Regions from separate parts of the Drosophila melanogaster genome. Here all the other regions are linked to region 3. The links are chromatin contacts, called in public Hi-C maps. All regions are on one chromosome and are shown on one strand. The core of a region is the stretch at or near the end of the contact, and the rest is flanking DNA. Distances in the headings are between cores, read along the strand shown. Region 1 holds the start of Cals (Calsyntenin). Region 2 overlaps myo (myoglianin). Region 3 holds the start of eIF4G1 (eukaryotic translation initiation factor 4G1).

Region 1 (2,700 bases), core at 29-2,528, 190 kb after region 3:
TTTGTTTCTTAAATTAGTGTTCTTCCTTTCTATTATTTTTAAAAGCATTAAAACTACATGAACTTACATAAATATATTGTACATATGTGTATATATTGAAGATTATATTTTATATTTTCCCAAAACTCGTATCAATAAATCTTTAAAAATCATGTACCTAGTAGATGTTTATTTTCCGTTCTTTAAGATAAAAATAATAATAATATAATACATTGCAATTTTATACTCTGTGATGACACATTCGACTTTAGAGTAGTTTTTCTTTCTAATACGTGGTAAAATAAGACAAAGTTTTGTCGTGTGTAGGCCCTACACCCTTTCGCAGTTTTTATACAATATGTTGAAAACGCGAAAACGAAATTCGACAAATTTTTTTGTTGCTTAATAAATTTTTTGCAGACACATAAAATTATATTTATTTCTGAACATTTTTTTAAGATTACACAGTCTTGCGCTTCAAGGGCTCTTATGAAAGGATAAACAATGAATGAATTTTGAGAGAAAAAGAAACGTTCAAGGAAAAGAAGTATTACAGAGTTCAGTTCATAATAATAAAAAATTAAATATTGGTTAAGCCGAGATTTTGTTTTATACTTTGGAAACACTTCTTCTTTCAAAGCACTCAATATAAATTTTCCTGATAATTTATTCTGGAAAGTATCTAGAAAACAATCCTGAGTAATGTTTACGAAAGTATTGTAATATAGTCTCGGAATATATCCAGAAGACATTTAGGGAATGCTTACAGAAGCTTTTCACGGAGTTCCTACAGCACGGGAAGTATGAAAGAGCCCGGCAAAAAGGAACACCAAATTTCCTCCTCATGAAACCACTTCCACTCGAAAAAGAGTATCGAAAGTGTTCCGGAATAATTCCACTACCGTCTCGGTGCTTCTCTACTTTTTTCGTTGGTACAATACAATAGAAAGAATGTAACCAAAGCAACAAGAATTACGGCCAATTTTTTACGTTAAATCAAAAACTTTTTAAAGTTGTTGTTGGTGTTAGAATAAAATAGATAAGTTATTCAAATTGGTTCGGATTTTCTTTAATTATATATATGTAGGACAGAAAGTGGAAAGTCTGGGAATTTTAGTAGCACTTTTTTTTAGTTAGTCTCATTTTTTGTTGATTAGCTTACAGCTCCAAAACACATTTTATTCGAGGACCGTGTATAAACTCTAGTTCCCGTGACTATATATGATTAAACATTATAAAATGTACCACAGTGAAACTGATTGTTGGATTACATATATGTATTACATTAGTATATATGAATATGCATGGATGAGAAAATCTTGTGTATGTGTTGTATCCAAGAGATACACATTCTGTAATGAACTTGGATTGCCTAACTGAACGAATAGCGAACCTATCCGAAGGGAATCATGCGTAACCTAAATACTTTGATTATAACTTTTACATATGCATAGATTTAAATCGACTCAAATATGAAATAGTACAAGTTAATTAGACGGGGCACATTAACAAAATCTCAGAAAATAATTTTTTTTGTTTCATTACATAGTTTCTTACTTTTGTCAGCAAAATAATTACTTGTGACGTTTGAAAAACTAGTTGTAAGTTTAAATACAGAAGTCAATACACTGGAAACGTTTATCCGACATTTTCAGATCCTTGTGTGGAAGTGGTTAATACTTGAAAAGTGATTAAAAAAAACAACATATAAGGCCCTGTGGAGACTATGCTCTAACATTTTAATCGAATTTTAAGTGATACCATGGTTTGTTTAAAAGGAAAGTTAAGGGGTGCTTACGCTGTTTTGATTTACAAATGACTGGAATTTTTGGGTAGGATATTTTCATATATAGATATTTTGATTCCTTGATATCCCAAGACTCAACATTTTTTTTTTATTTTTGATCAGAGGCAGAATATTTATGTTGTTAACTATTGCAAATCGCAACCAAAATATAGTGATTGTCATTTATCTTGGCCTGATATCGACATATTGGCAATAGCAGACCTTTGATTAATAAAAATGTCTTAATTTTTGGTTAATAGAGAGGAAGAACCTAAGTTTTTTGTTTTCAGGCAGCTTTATAGTGTTTGAAAAATTTGTAACATCGTTTTTAAATTTGATTTTTAAATTTGATTTGAAAAAGTTGTTTTGGCAATTAGAATTCGCGAATAATACCATAGTCCTACAGAGCACATTCGTAAAAAACAGTTGTGATTTTTAAAAATTGTGTAACTCCGAGTCTAAGTTATATGCTCACTAACCCCTTGGGGGCAGCCTTTCTAGGTCAATTTAAATATTTCACTTAAAAAATGTACACGAAAATGGTTTTATCGACATTCGACTTAATGGCGCAGTCAAAACATTGTATTATCGATGTAGTTTTGTGTTTCTTTTTATTGTTTTCATCAGACCATGCTTAGGGTATAGTCAACATACTGTTATTAGTATTTTATAGAAAACAGTATTTTTAACCATCGTTTAACTTTTCTGAAAAGTACAGCATTATTAATCGAATGACTAGTTTACACGTCAATTTACTGAAGTTACTGAAGACAAGCTTTTTCCTATACGAAATAAAATAGTTTCTTATTAAACATGGGACTAACAATATCTAGTCTTTTGACACGTTTGTTTGGAAAAAAACAAATGCGTATTCTTATGGGTATGTTCAAAATACGATACACTAAATATAAGCCTTTAGTTCGCGCATAATTTTT
Region 2 (2,700 bases), core at 18-2,517, 240 kb before region 3:
ATCATCTCACGACTATCCCCTTTAAGTGCTTACCTATCATCAGCTAATGTTGGAGCACTTGTCAAAATTATTATTATTGACAACTCCTAAGTACTCTTGCAAACGTTTAGAAGCCAATCCTGCGACAAGTAGTGTTAATAGAAGATTCGAAAATAACGCATAAGAAAAATAAGTTCTTTTTGGCACTCAACCAAGCATTCGAGCTTATATCGTAGGAACTAATCGGAATAAGTTTCAAAACTAACCAATTCTAGCATATTTTTTTTTAACACTATGTAGATGGAGATAGAGAAAGTGAGCGCTGTAACGCCACTGCGCTGCATTGCTACTTGTATATCTATATTTCTCTGGCACGTTATTTAACTTTTAATTATTATGAAATAAGTTCTGTGTGCTTTGCGAAACGTAAGGTTAGCCTTTGTTCTAATCAACATTATTCATACAAATCCTTACTTGTCTTGAAAAGAACAGCATATGGAAGTCTCGTTTGCACACGCACAAAGCCGTTCACTGTAAAATATTCTATATGCTCACGATGCACGGGATATGAACACCTTTATACATTTAGCTGTGTATTCAAATTAGGTAATCACACAACCGTAAATGATCCACATGTAGCCTCCGTTCAGACTATATTTGTCTGACGGTGCCATTTGTTATTCACTCAATTTTTATCAAAACTTAAGGTACTTAGTTTATTTTAACCGTGTATTTCTTTATGCGTCATACAATCATTTTATTTAAAACGATTATTTTTTGTTTGCTTTTCATTTGTAATTCGTAATGCACAGTTTAAAATATATTGTTTCGCTCTATACTTATCTTATACGGTAATGTAGGAATTCATTTTTAAATATTTTTTAATTTTTTACTGTTTTTAATTGCGATCTATTTATTAATTTGGGAATCATCAGCATGCAATCTGACCTATTTTACATTTTAAAAATGTAAATTTTATATCAAATTTGGGAATTGTACTTTAAACTAGCCTTCTCAAACAGATCCATATTCCTTTGCGTTAATTTATTTACATAGCATATGTATTAGTTCTATTTTCAAAGAACACTTTCGAATTTTGTTCGCTAAGAACAGCTGCAACCCTCGACAGACATATTTGGTATAACACTTAAAACCAGATTATGGTTATCGTCAAAATATAACAAACTTAAGGAACTCATTTTTGTCGGCGAGCAACACGGTGTGGCCGATGTCGTTAAGGCTGCTAAATGTGTATGGGGATATTGCTCTAGGTAACCAACTTTGCAGTCACCACTGCAGAAGTATGCGTCAAAGGACGTTGGTGCTACAACGAAATGCCATCCAAAGCTGGTGAAATTAACTTTGAGGGGATATCGACAACAGCGCATGTCATGATCATTTTCTGTGCAGTCCATATATACGCTGCGCTTTCTTCGATGCTTTTTTTGCGACCCAATTTCTATGTGAACAGTCTGAAATATTAAAAATATATTTAGTAGAGTAAGTGTATTCAACTTCATTATAAATGGCTTCTAACCAATGGATTTTTCGATGTGTTGTCTGTGGTCACCACTAATGACTTCATCCAGGTTTCTGCGCCCTTTATTAGAATTTCTTGCGTCATATTAGACCCAAGATTACCAAGCAGAGACTTTAAGTCCACAGCAACCCATTGTCCAAGTCCTGACGGAATACTATGTCGAAACTCAAACATTTTGACTTTAGGATTAAAGCTTGTTGTATTTGCAACCCTAATAGCGCGGTGAATAGTCACAACAATATCTTTACGTGGCTGTTTTTTAATTTCTTCAAGAAGTCCAGGTTGATGAGCACTTATCCAATCCCAACCACGTAAATATAGATGAAGGGTAGCGTAAGACAAGTCTGAGTAGCTACTGTCAATTTGAAACCGAAAAACATCGACCTTGCGATTGTGCCGAACATGAGGTTGAATTTCTAAAAGAACGAAAATATAAACGAAAATTATTAATTTTTTCATTGAAATTTGATTTCTTAAAAGCAAAAATTGGGTATTGATTAATGTTTGTTGTAAACAGTTCATTTTTTGTATGTTAAAGGGGTCAATGCCACTTGTCTTTTACCTCGTCAAGATTTTAGGAAATGTGTCGATTCTTTTTTGAAAATACACTACGCCAATGAATTTTGGGAAAACAATTTCTAAAGATAGAGAAGAAGTCATATGTATTTTTGCTTGCTTTCTCTTATTAAAGGAAAAAAGTTCGAAATCTAAACCTATAACCAAATCGGGCCCAAAAAAGATATAAATATAAGATAAATGATTATGCTTCTTACTTACAAAAAGTCTAGAAATATATTTACACAGATTTTAGTGACGTTATATATGCTTTTTACTTCTCTTAAGCTCTCCTTGTCTTTTCCTCCCTTTATCTATACCTACTCTTATATATAATATCTTCTCTTATTCAATATCTTCCTATATCTATATCTACTTTAAGAATGCTGTTTACTTACCCTCGGGAAATATGTATATACTGCTGATGTGAGACAAAATACTCTCGTACTCCTCATCGTTGGTATTAATAGGAATGTCCGACTTTTTAGCTTGATTTTTATTCAAATCTATCAGAAATTCATTAACAGTGTTAGCATCATCTCCCTGCATTTGGGAGGATGAACTTTCATCAAAAAAATCAGTCATTATGTGGTCGCCATAAGTGTCATTTATAGACAAATGAGATT
Region 3 (2,700 bases), core at 41-2,540:
TAAAAAAATTTTTAATTTTTTAATTCATTTAGTAAGTAACTTAAATAATTGTAATCGCAAACATATATTTTATAAATTTTTTAATTGAATTATATACCTTTTATACAAACCGCAATATTTATAAAACAAACATATAAAAAAATTCCACAAAAATAGCATTTTCTTTTTAAACTTTGCTGTTATTGTACGAGAAGTGTGATACTATCTTAATAGATTGTTTACATTGACTACAGCAGGCAAACTTATAAAAAATAGGTTTTAGCTCTTTTCGGAACTAGGAAAACATATTTATTTAACGAACTAATTTAAAACAATTGCAAGGAAAGTAATACAGCAAATAATGTCAAAATGTATATATGTAAATAATTTTGGAGATGTTATTTTTATATCGACTTACCATATTTTGTGCTGAATGGGGCTGCATGGCTTTATCTATATCTGATTGTGTTGGTAAAGTTGGTATAGCCTGTTGCATTACGTATGTGTATTCCTAGAGTTAGCTCTGTAGGAAATCGCCAAACGGTTAGATTTACCGTTTCATAGACGATTTCTGTGGTGATTTTGGACCCACAAATACGACGTCATTCAATCATTTGATTCTTTAATGAATATTAATGAATATTAATTGTCCACGTTTCAGTTCTGCATATTTTACCTGGAAATATATTGATATACAGCTACCAGAGAGGTCTCTGAAATTAAAAGAACTGACACGTATAAAATCATTAAATATCACAAAAGATTTCACCCAAATGTTTCAAAAATATAAAGTAGACATTTTGTAATTTATTAAGTCTAGAGCTGAAGCCCAGAGATAATTTCTATTAAACATTTGCCAATCCATCCTGGAGCCTTACTTATTTGCCGACGTTGCCGTTGTGACTTTGGAGATTTCGTTCTCACAATCACAATGGTGCATATGGTGAAAACGTGCCACGAATTCCATCGTTTACATCATTTTTAAAAAGTTAAGACACATTTCAGAATGTTAGTGGTAAAATCTTTTTTCCCTTCACTGTGCACAGTAAACTTGCAAAGTATCATGTAATATTTGTTGCCCAGTGCTCATTATTAACCATCAATTTACCTGAGCAAATGTTTGTATGTGCCTATCCGACGTGATTATGTACAAAAAATACAAATGTTAAGAATTCCACTTTAAGTGTATTTTAAAAATGTATTTATTTATAAAAATGAAGCAGTAATTCCAGCTTTATCTTTACATTCAAAAACTATTTTTTAATAATTTCCACATGCAATGTGTTCTGTTCATACGAACAGAGTTGCATTTATTATTTGAAACATCGATAGCACACAAGAAATAGTGATAACTGAAGAATATCATTATCAACGATAGTTAGGTCACATTTTTAAACGCTTCATCATTAATAATTTAATTTTTTGCTAACCATAAGTTTTTAAAAATAAAAAAAAAATCATATTTCAATGTTAATTATTTACTAAAACTACTTCATAATACGTTTATTCTATTGAGGTTTGCCAAAATTATAATAATGATTGTACATGCTATGCCAGCGTTCAATTCCTGATAATGAGCCCTTTCCGCAACATGGCTAAATAGATCATTATATCTAAGAATACAACATATGGGCAACTTTAAAACAAAATGTTAATTTCATCGTAATTAGGGTTTCTTGAACGTAAAATATAATTAGTTAATTATGGCCAAAATAAGACCCTTTCACACTGACTAAAATACATATGACAATAAAGAAATTGGTAAAAAACGATTCTATATTACATCAAAATATCGATAAATAAAAGAATTTAAATCAAAACAAAAATAATCCGTATTCAGACCCAATTATTTTATATTATTATTATATATTTTTTTTTTTTGGCACGGGTCCAACGGCGACACCTCCCGACCAACCGAACGAGGGGCGCTGCCGTGTATCGTACGCCTCGATTAGCGAGAGGATAGACGCGATATAAAAAAGAGAACAGGATCGAGGAAATGAATATAATATAAAATAACTATATTAAATATTACTGTTAGTAGGATCTAATCATAAAATAAAAAAAGGTAAAATCAATTGCTTTGTGAGCGGCAGAGAGTCAAGATTACAGATATTAGGATAAAGTCTATTATAATCAGAACATAATACTCTGTAAGGGTCACGCAACTCATAGTTAGATCTACAATGATTTAAAATAAGGAACTGAGAACTGAAATAAGGAACTGAGAACTACTACTGAGAACTACTTCGAACTGAGAAGTTAAGCCGACTAATCAAGTCAGAACTCTTAACATCCCCACGAATAAGCTTACAAATAAAGACTGTTCCAAGCATAGTTCTACCAAAGACACTAGAATAACAAGATGCGTAGCGGCCATACATTGGTTTGGCACTATGCAGCCAATTTTTTAGTGACGGCCAAAATTGCTCTCTTTCCGCTCGCTCCCGCTGAGAGCATAAGAAATCTAAAAATAGAATTTGCTTGCTTGTGTGAGTAAAAACAAGAGACGAGAACGCATATATGTGTGCGTGTTGTGCTAGAAGACGATTTTCGGACCGAAATCAATTCTGATCGAAAAAACGAATTTACATTGTACATATTAGGGTAGTTTTTGCCAATTTCGTAGCAATATGATAAAATAAAATAATTTTTAACTGACTATTATCATTTTAAAGCTTTTTAAATTTGTTTGTTAAAATCGCCGCTCGAATTAGCTAC

What was found. Hi-C and Micro-C count contacts between places; a contact is called where the count stands out from the background.
Region 1: a Hi-C map of the Kc167 cell line shows a contact between it and region 3, with 5 times the contacts expected there. The contact joins the promoter of Cals here to the promoter of eIF4G1 in region 3. A contact is called at or near these places in 16 of 107 Hi-C or Micro-C datasets (the D17-c3 cell line, the Kc167 cell line, the ML-DmBG3-c2 cell line and 4 more) and 1 of 6 datasets of contacts at active chromatin or transcription factors (the Kc167 cell line).
Region 2: a contact with region 3 is called in a Hi-C map of the Kc167 cell line, with 1.9 times the contacts expected there. The contact joins the enhancer-like site here to the promoter of eIF4G1 in region 3. A contact is called at or near these places in 23 of 107 Hi-C or Micro-C datasets (the Clone 8 cell line, the Kc167 cell line, the ML-DmBG3-c2 cell line and 8 more).

What each region holds. Positions count from the first base shown.
Region 1 is chr4:1,121,687-1,124,386 of dm6, forward strand. Cals (Calsyntenin) reads right to left here and starts at 1,279. Exons shown (of 12, transcript NM_001297793.1): 1 at 1,142-1,279. It overlaps Arf4 (ADP ribosylation factor 4), which reads left to right and starts at 2,481. Exons shown (of 4, transcript NM_079892.3): 1 at 2,481-2,645. The coding sequence starts at 2,579.
Region 2 is chr4:690,909-693,608 of dm6, forward strand. myo (myoglianin) reads right to left here. Exons shown (of 5, transcript NM_166788.2): 3 at 2,473-2,700; 4 at 1,517-1,935; 5 at 1-1,451. The coding sequence ends at 1,083. Among named protein-coding and RNA genes, the nearest start is that of myo, 3.8 kb to the right of the region's middle. Within about 2 kb of position 1,268, at least 4 of the 39 cell types and tissues checked have an H3K27ac peak or open chromatin away from gene starts, as enhancers often do. A contact at or near this core is called in the Kc167 cell line, where this site is marked.
Region 3 is chr4:929,425-932,124 of dm6, forward strand. It overlaps eIF4G1 (eukaryotic translation initiation factor 4G1), which reads right to left and starts at 1,291. Exons shown (of 16, transcript NM_079901.4): 1 at 1,088-1,291; 2 at 656-707; 3 at 398-599. The coding sequence starts at 475.